Regions from separate parts of the Mus musculus genome. Here region 2 is linked to region 1. The links are chromatin contacts, called in public HiChIP or PLAC-seq maps. All regions are on one chromosome and are shown on one strand. Each heading gives the region's core, a stretch centred on a gene start, on an enhancer-like site or on the middle of the called end of the contact. The rest is flanking DNA. Distances are from core to core; before and after follow the strand shown. Region 1 holds the start of Mfsd14a (major facilitator superfamily domain containing 14A). Region 2 overlaps Agl (amylo-1,6-glucosidase, 4-alpha-glucanotransferase).

Region 1 (3,206 bases), core at 475-2,974:
CAACCTTCTTAATCCTCTACACCCATGCAAAATATGATCTCGGGATTTAGTTATGAAGTTTCTCCCACTCTCAACAGCTTGAAGTTGGACTTCAAGGAAGTTTCTATATGAGAATTTTATTTTTAAAGTAAGTATGATGAAAATCCTTACCACCCAAGATGCTTTTCTTTCCCCATCCATGAAAACTGGCTTATTTTCCATTTCTTGTCAGCATGCAAGTAGAAGAAACAGAACATCCAACCAGGTTTATTTTTAACATTTTATTTTGAAATTTACAGAAAAGCTACAGTAACCCTCACATGTGTGCCCCCTGCTTTCTCCTTTACCTTGTCTAATAGTTACTTAGGCCATGTAATAAATAGCCTGATGTTCAGTGGCCTGAAGAATCCACCCACACCCAGGCTGCTCTCAGATTTGTCCTTGAATTCCTGATTCTCCTTCATGCCAGGATCTAGGCATCCACTTCTATGCTGGGTTCACTGATTGTTGGTGATAGAATCCGCAGCCCTATGCTTACAGGAAAAGCACTCCAAAAGAACCAGCTACAGCCCCATCCCAGTAATGTGGCTAAGCTGGGTATTCATAGCTGAAGGTCTCATAAAGTTTGCAGTCAGCTCAAGGCTTGACCAGGCATAGAGGATCTCGTTCCAAGATAATCCACAAAGCTTTGAAGGAGATTTCAGCTCAACGGCAGCACCTCTCCATAGTTCCTCTGGTATTATGGCATAACAATCGGCAACCCCTGACTGGAGTAAATGAAGAGCCTAGCAAAAACATACAGTACCTTTTATGACCTCTCCTCTAAAGTCAGTGCTGTCATTTCTGCTTTGCCCTGTTAAAACAAGGTCATCCATCACTAACCAGGCCACAAGCCAGGAGAGGGAGGGAGCCCCTTCCACTTCTCCCAGGGAGGAATATCACTGAGTTTGGGAACATTTATCTTACTTAGAGCCACCACATCCAGGATCGCTGTTGCCACAGTTTGGTTTGTTTCCAGTTCCCCTTTATCGAACAGTTTGATGGGGGAAAGCATGTGTTGTGCTCGTTCATACCTAGCACTGAAGGTATATTTAAAGGAAAGTTTTCCAACAGTTACCAAAATGAAGACTTTGCTAGACATGGTGGCACATGACTTTGATCACAATATGGGAGGTAGTCAGGGAGATCTCTCAGTTTGAGGCCAGCCTGGTCTACATAATGTGCTGCCTCAAAGTAAATGTCAGTACTGTTAATATCACATTTCATATTCCACCTGTCTGCTCTTTCTACCAGTCTTCTAGTCAAACCAATTTTTAAAAGCCTATAAAGTATGGCATCTAGTTTACACTGGGAGAGAATGTACTGGTACGTGGGGGTATGTAAGCCAGCATGACCTAGCTGGGCATCAGATCAACAGCTAAAACTCCTCTACCTGCTACTGACCATTCCTGGAAAACTTTCCCGTTGTCCCCTTCAATTCTGTTTTGGTGGGGATGCATTTGATGCGGATGCTATTAGCCTGGGACGCCTGAGCATCTGAGAAACTATTTGTCAGATTTGAGTAGGTAAAAACTTTTCGGAACTTGAGTTCATCTGTGAAGGAAAAACTGTTAAAATAGCCATCGCTCAGCGCCTTAGAGGGCAAAAGCTAGGCAGCCAAAGCACCTGGCTCCACCCGCTCCCGCGGCACCTCCCAGTCCTCCGCTATTGCAGGGTTGGAGGGGCGTGCCCGCACTGCGGGGGCGTGGCTGCGTCACGGGGGCGTGGCGAGCGACTCAGCCGATCGCACGATGTGACGCGCCGCCCGAGGCAGGCCGGGCCCTCAAGATGGCGGCGTGCGCCCTGAGCGGCTCGGCCCGGCAGTAGTGGCGGGACCGCACTCGCCGCTGGGGCCGCCCGCCCCCTGAGTGGCTGCTGCAGCGCCGGGAGTCGAGGATGGTAAAATGACCCAGGGGAAGAAAAAGAAACGGGCCGCGAACCGCAGTATCATGCTGGCCAAAAAGATCATCATTAAGGACGGAGGCACGGTGAGTGCTGCTGGTTCCGCGCCGCAGGACGGCCCGGGTGCGGGCCCGGCTCGCTCTTCCCCCCGCTTCCGCCTTCGCTGGGCCGAGAGCGCCCTGCCCTTCCGTGCCGCCGGCGCTGCCGCGGTCTCGGCCTGCGGCCTCCGCGGCCTGGCTCCCCTGGACGCTGCTGGTACCTCCGGCGGGGCACTGCGTCTCGGAGCCTGCGGCCTCGGCCCACGTGCGCCCGGCCTCGGGGAGGAGGCGGCGGCCCCTCCGCAGCCTCGCCAGGCCCAGCGCGGCGCGCGGGGAGGCTGGGCAGCCTTGCGCTCCGTATGCTGTGGCGGGTGGCCGCCGCCGCGGCCCGCTGGGCCAGGGTACGTGCGTTGTCCCATCGCGGTCGCCGGGAGCCGGAGCAGCGGCTTGGAGCTGTTCGGCTACCTTGTCGGGGAGTGGGCTCGTCCCCTCTCCCGGCGTCGGAAGCCTGACCTTCCCTGGGGCCCTCTCCGTTAGAGAAATCTTCACCTTGTGCCTCAAAATAAGTCTTTAGAATTGGTCATGGCGTGAGGATCGGAGACAGATTCTGGCAGGCGGACTGAGGCTAAAAATGTGCCTTTTAGACAGTCGTTACTCGCAGAAAACTTTATGCACTGTGCAGTGTGCTACCAGACGTCGATATAGGATTTGTCATTGGAAAACAAACGTACACTTTTGTTGTGCTGTGTGTTTGTAGCGTTACACTCTGATCTTTGCTGACTCCTTTGGTATCGCGTTCCGAAATAGAATGGAAAAGTAAGATGTGTCTCTGTGGTGAAGTTGCAGACATTGTTTCTTTCCATTTGTTTGTAGTTTAATGGAGCCTTGATCAATGCTAGCAAAGCACTAAATATGTAAGTAGGCCACCGCGGAGGATTTGCTGAAATCAGTTTGAAATAAATGACAACTTTCTTTTGACATTTGAGAACATGGCCTAGTCCAACTGCCATCATTTAGAAAGCTTGGGACATATGGAACGATTTCGGAATATGTTCAGTTAACTGTCAGATTTATTAGTTGTCATAGCTTTGACTTTTAGTGAAAAAAGAGGGTTCAGAGCTTTCCAGATTTTCTTACTGTACCTGATCAAAGTATTACTTTGATGAATTCTCATTAGCTGTCTTGACCAAGTTAGTAGGAGCTATACTGGGAGGAAAGAATATCGTTGTCAGGTTTAGAGAGAGAAAC
Region 2 (3,206 bases), core at 461-2,960, 110 kb before region 1:
ACATCCAGCTTTATAAAGCCTTTTTTTTCTTTTTAAGATTTATTTATTTTATGTATATGAATACACTGTCATTGTCTTCAGACACACTGGAAGAGGGCATCAGATCCCATTCATTACAGATGTCTGTGAGCCACCGTGTGGCTGCTAGGAATAACTCAGGATGGCTGGAAGAGCAGCCAGTGCTCTTAACCACTGAGCCATCTCTCCAGCCCCATATAAAGCCTTTCTTAATCATTGCTTATCATAGTCATTCGTCCTCAGGCTGACACTTGTATTTGTTTACTGTATTTTTTATTTGATCTTTGGAAAATACTGCCTTATTCTGGAAATTAGTATATCTTGTGTGTGTGAATGTATCTACTATGGTTAAAAAACAGACTTTAGGGGCTGGAGAGATAGTTCAGTGGTTAAGAGCACTGACTGATCTTCCAAAGGACCCAGGTTCAATTCGCAGCACACACATGGCAGTTCATAACTATTTGTAACTCCAAGATCTAACACCCTCACACAGACAGACATACAGGCAAAACACCAGTGCACGCAAGATAAAAATAAAATAAATTATTAAAAAAAGAAAGAAAGAGACTTCAACAGGGTGTAGTGGTGCATGTCTTTAGTTCCAGTAGGTGGATCTCTGTGAGTTCAAGGCTATCCCAGTGTACTTGGTGAGTTCCAGAACAGCCAGAGCTACAGAGTGAGAACCTGTCTCCAAACAAACAAACAAACAAACAAAAATCATAACAACAACAAAAACAAGAAACCAGACTCCCCTATACTAACTACCTGTATAACCTTGCAGTAAACAACTCCATGGTTCAGTTTTCTCACCATAGTTCTGTGCCACAGGGGGTGTGATTAGGATCCACACCGCTCATAGTCTCTTAGCCCTGGTTCCGAGTAAGCACGCAGAGGTCATGTGTCAGGGCTGGGGAGATGGCTCCGGTTAAGCACACGTAACTGCTCGCCTGGAGGACCTAGGCTCACTTCTGAGCCTTCATGGGTGGCTCAGAATTCCCTGCAACTCCAGTTCCAGATGACCTGTGTTCTCTTCTGGCTTTCATGGGTACTGCATTCATATACCACGTACACATAAATAAAACATACAGATACACACATGCACATAAACAAAAATAAATCCATTTTATAAAAGAAGTGTTACCGATTTTAAGCTTAAAAAAAGCTCATTTCCTGTCCTTTTTCTTGTATGCCTCATGAAGTGATTTGACTTTTTTTTTTTTAATAAAATTCCCCTTATCTGATTTGTTTGGGGTTTTTTGGCTTTGGTTTTATATATATATATCAGTCATTTTTTCCTCTCCTAAGACAACAGTTTTGGCAGCACAAAACATCTTTTAGCAGACTGTTAACAACAGCCATAAGCTAACTCCTACCTAAGCACGCGCTGACCTTTTCCTGCCGTGAGCGAGCACAGTTGTGTTCCCCACCTCTTACAGTGCTCTGTGCTCTGCTAATTTGGAATCTAGGAACCTTTTATGGCTCTGCTCCAGATTCTCAACAGCCAGTTAGTGCTTGCAGAGCCTTGTGCTCCCTTCGCCTTGCCATTCCCTTTGCTCCCCACAGTTACCGCCCATTCCAAGATTAAGTGCTTCCTATAAAGCAGCGCGGCGAGCCCAGTCTGCCTCCTACACAAGCCGTGGCTCCCACAGCCCTGCCGCCGCTCTGTTGCTGGAACACCTTTTCATGGCCGCTCCTTGATTCAGCTGCAGCACTAGTGAGTCCCTCCCTGACAGGACTGGGCAGAGGGCGTCGCCTCTAACACAGTATCCATGCAGCCTTGTCGTCCAGCTTCTTCTTTTTTTTTTTTTAAGATTTATTAATTATATATAAGTACACTGTCGCTGTCTTCAGACACACCAGAAAAGGGCGTCAGATGGTCGTGAGCCACCATGTGGTTGCTGGGAATTGAACTCAGGACCTCTGGAAGAGCAGCTATTGCTCTTAACCACTGAGCCATCCCTCCAGCCCCCAAAATCCTACGTCTTAAATTCGTTGTTTTTAATTTTTAAAAATATGCTGCACACGTAAAATTCATTAAGTTCTAACTAAATGAATTTATTTAAAATGGAGCCGGTGAAGCCACATGCTGTTTTAAGGTAGAAATTATTATTTTCCTGAAGGATGAAAGTATAGCCATCCTGTACTAGAATTACAGAATCTGCTTCGAGTGTTCATAGGAAGAAGGCTGGTGACCCTTGAGAAGTGTGCTTAGCAGTCATCGTATGCCCAGCTGCTCACTTAGTGACTGTGTGTTTAGCTCTAATATCTCCTGTACATTTCAAAGACTACTTCTGAAGCAGGCTTCATTATCATCCACCACTGGTGGTCGCGCTTCCTAAACCAGCTTTGTGATCCCTTGATTCCTCCCTAAATATTAATCTACCACTTGCCAACCCAGAATACTCATGCTTACCTGCTTCATGCTTTAGGATGAGAAGTTACACCGGCTGTTTTCAATGTTATAGTATTAAATACAAATAAAGAAGAAGAGTCGCAGACGTCCTGACCCCCGGGAAGCTTTGTATTGCTCTTGCAGCTGCAGATCCCTGGCTTCCCGCTTTTATGTCCTTGCTAAAGTAGGCACCCTGACAGTTTTCTCACTCAGCCATGCTAAGTGCCACTGTGAACCGAGTAGTCGTTATGTCTGTCTGTATCTGCGCTCACCCCAGATCATTAGAGACTGGACATAAGCTGAGCAGCAAGGACATTTGACTCAACCAACAGCTCAGTAATGTCTCACTTTTTAGGATTAATGTCCGTGTTGGCAGAAATAAGACCGAAGAATGACCTGGGGCATCCATTCTGTGAAAACTTGAGGTCGGGAGACTGGATGATCGACTACGTGAGTGGTCGGCTTATTTCAAGATCAGGAAGTATTGCTGAGGTAAGTAGAACGGTGCTCGAGTGCAAACAGTCGAGGGGCATTGAGACTTGGGCTTTATTACCACTGTAGATAAGTCACAGCTTCCTCAGGCCAGTTTCCTTTCTTGATCGTGTTTCAGTTCTAAGGAGTGGTTATCTCTTAATGGATTACTGGCCAGCAAAGTCACATATTTAGATTTAACTCTTCAAATATATCCAGCCTATAAACACACCAAGTTAACTTTCCACATTATTTCTGTAACAGGTTGGTAAATGGCTGCAGGCTATGTTCTTCTACCTGAAGCAGATCCCACGCTACCTCATCC

The links. HiChIP or PLAC-seq counts read pairs in DNA pulled down with a chosen protein or histone mark.
Region 2: an H3K27ac HiChIP or PLAC-seq map of embryonic stem cells shows a contact between it and region 1, with 9 read pairs. The contact joins the enhancer-like site here to the promoter of Mfsd14a in region 1. A contact is called at or near these places in 2 of 39 promoter capture datasets (embryonic stem cells and liver), 1 of 15 datasets of contacts at CTCF or cohesin (the NIH/3T3 cell line), 5 of 484 Hi-C or Micro-C datasets (the G1E-ER4 cell line, adipose-derived mesenchymal stem cells, bone marrow-derived macrophages and 1 more), 8 of 115 datasets of contacts at active chromatin or transcription factors (a beta-TC-6 cell line, bone marrow-derived macrophages, embryonic stem cells and 3 more) and 3 of 9 other capture datasets (adipose tissue, liver and pancreatic islet).

What each region holds. Positions count from the first base shown.
Region 1 is chr3:116,661,195-116,664,400 of GRCm38.p6, reverse strand. Mfsd14a (major facilitator superfamily domain containing 14A) reads left to right here and starts at 1,724. Exons shown (of 12, transcript NM_008246.2): 1 at 1,724-2,006. The coding sequence starts at 1,923.
Region 2 is chr3:116,772,460-116,775,665 of GRCm38.p6, reverse strand. It overlaps Agl (amylo-1,6-glucosidase, 4-alpha-glucanotransferase), which reads left to right. Exons shown (of 34, transcript NM_001081326.1): 22 at 2,766-2,902; 23 at 3,146-3,206. Among named protein-coding and RNA genes, the nearest start is that of Agl, 34 kb to the left of the region's middle. Within about 2 kb of position 1,710, at least 7 of the 459 cell types and tissues checked have an H3K27ac peak or open chromatin away from gene starts, as enhancers often do. A contact at or near this core is called in embryonic stem cells, where this site is marked.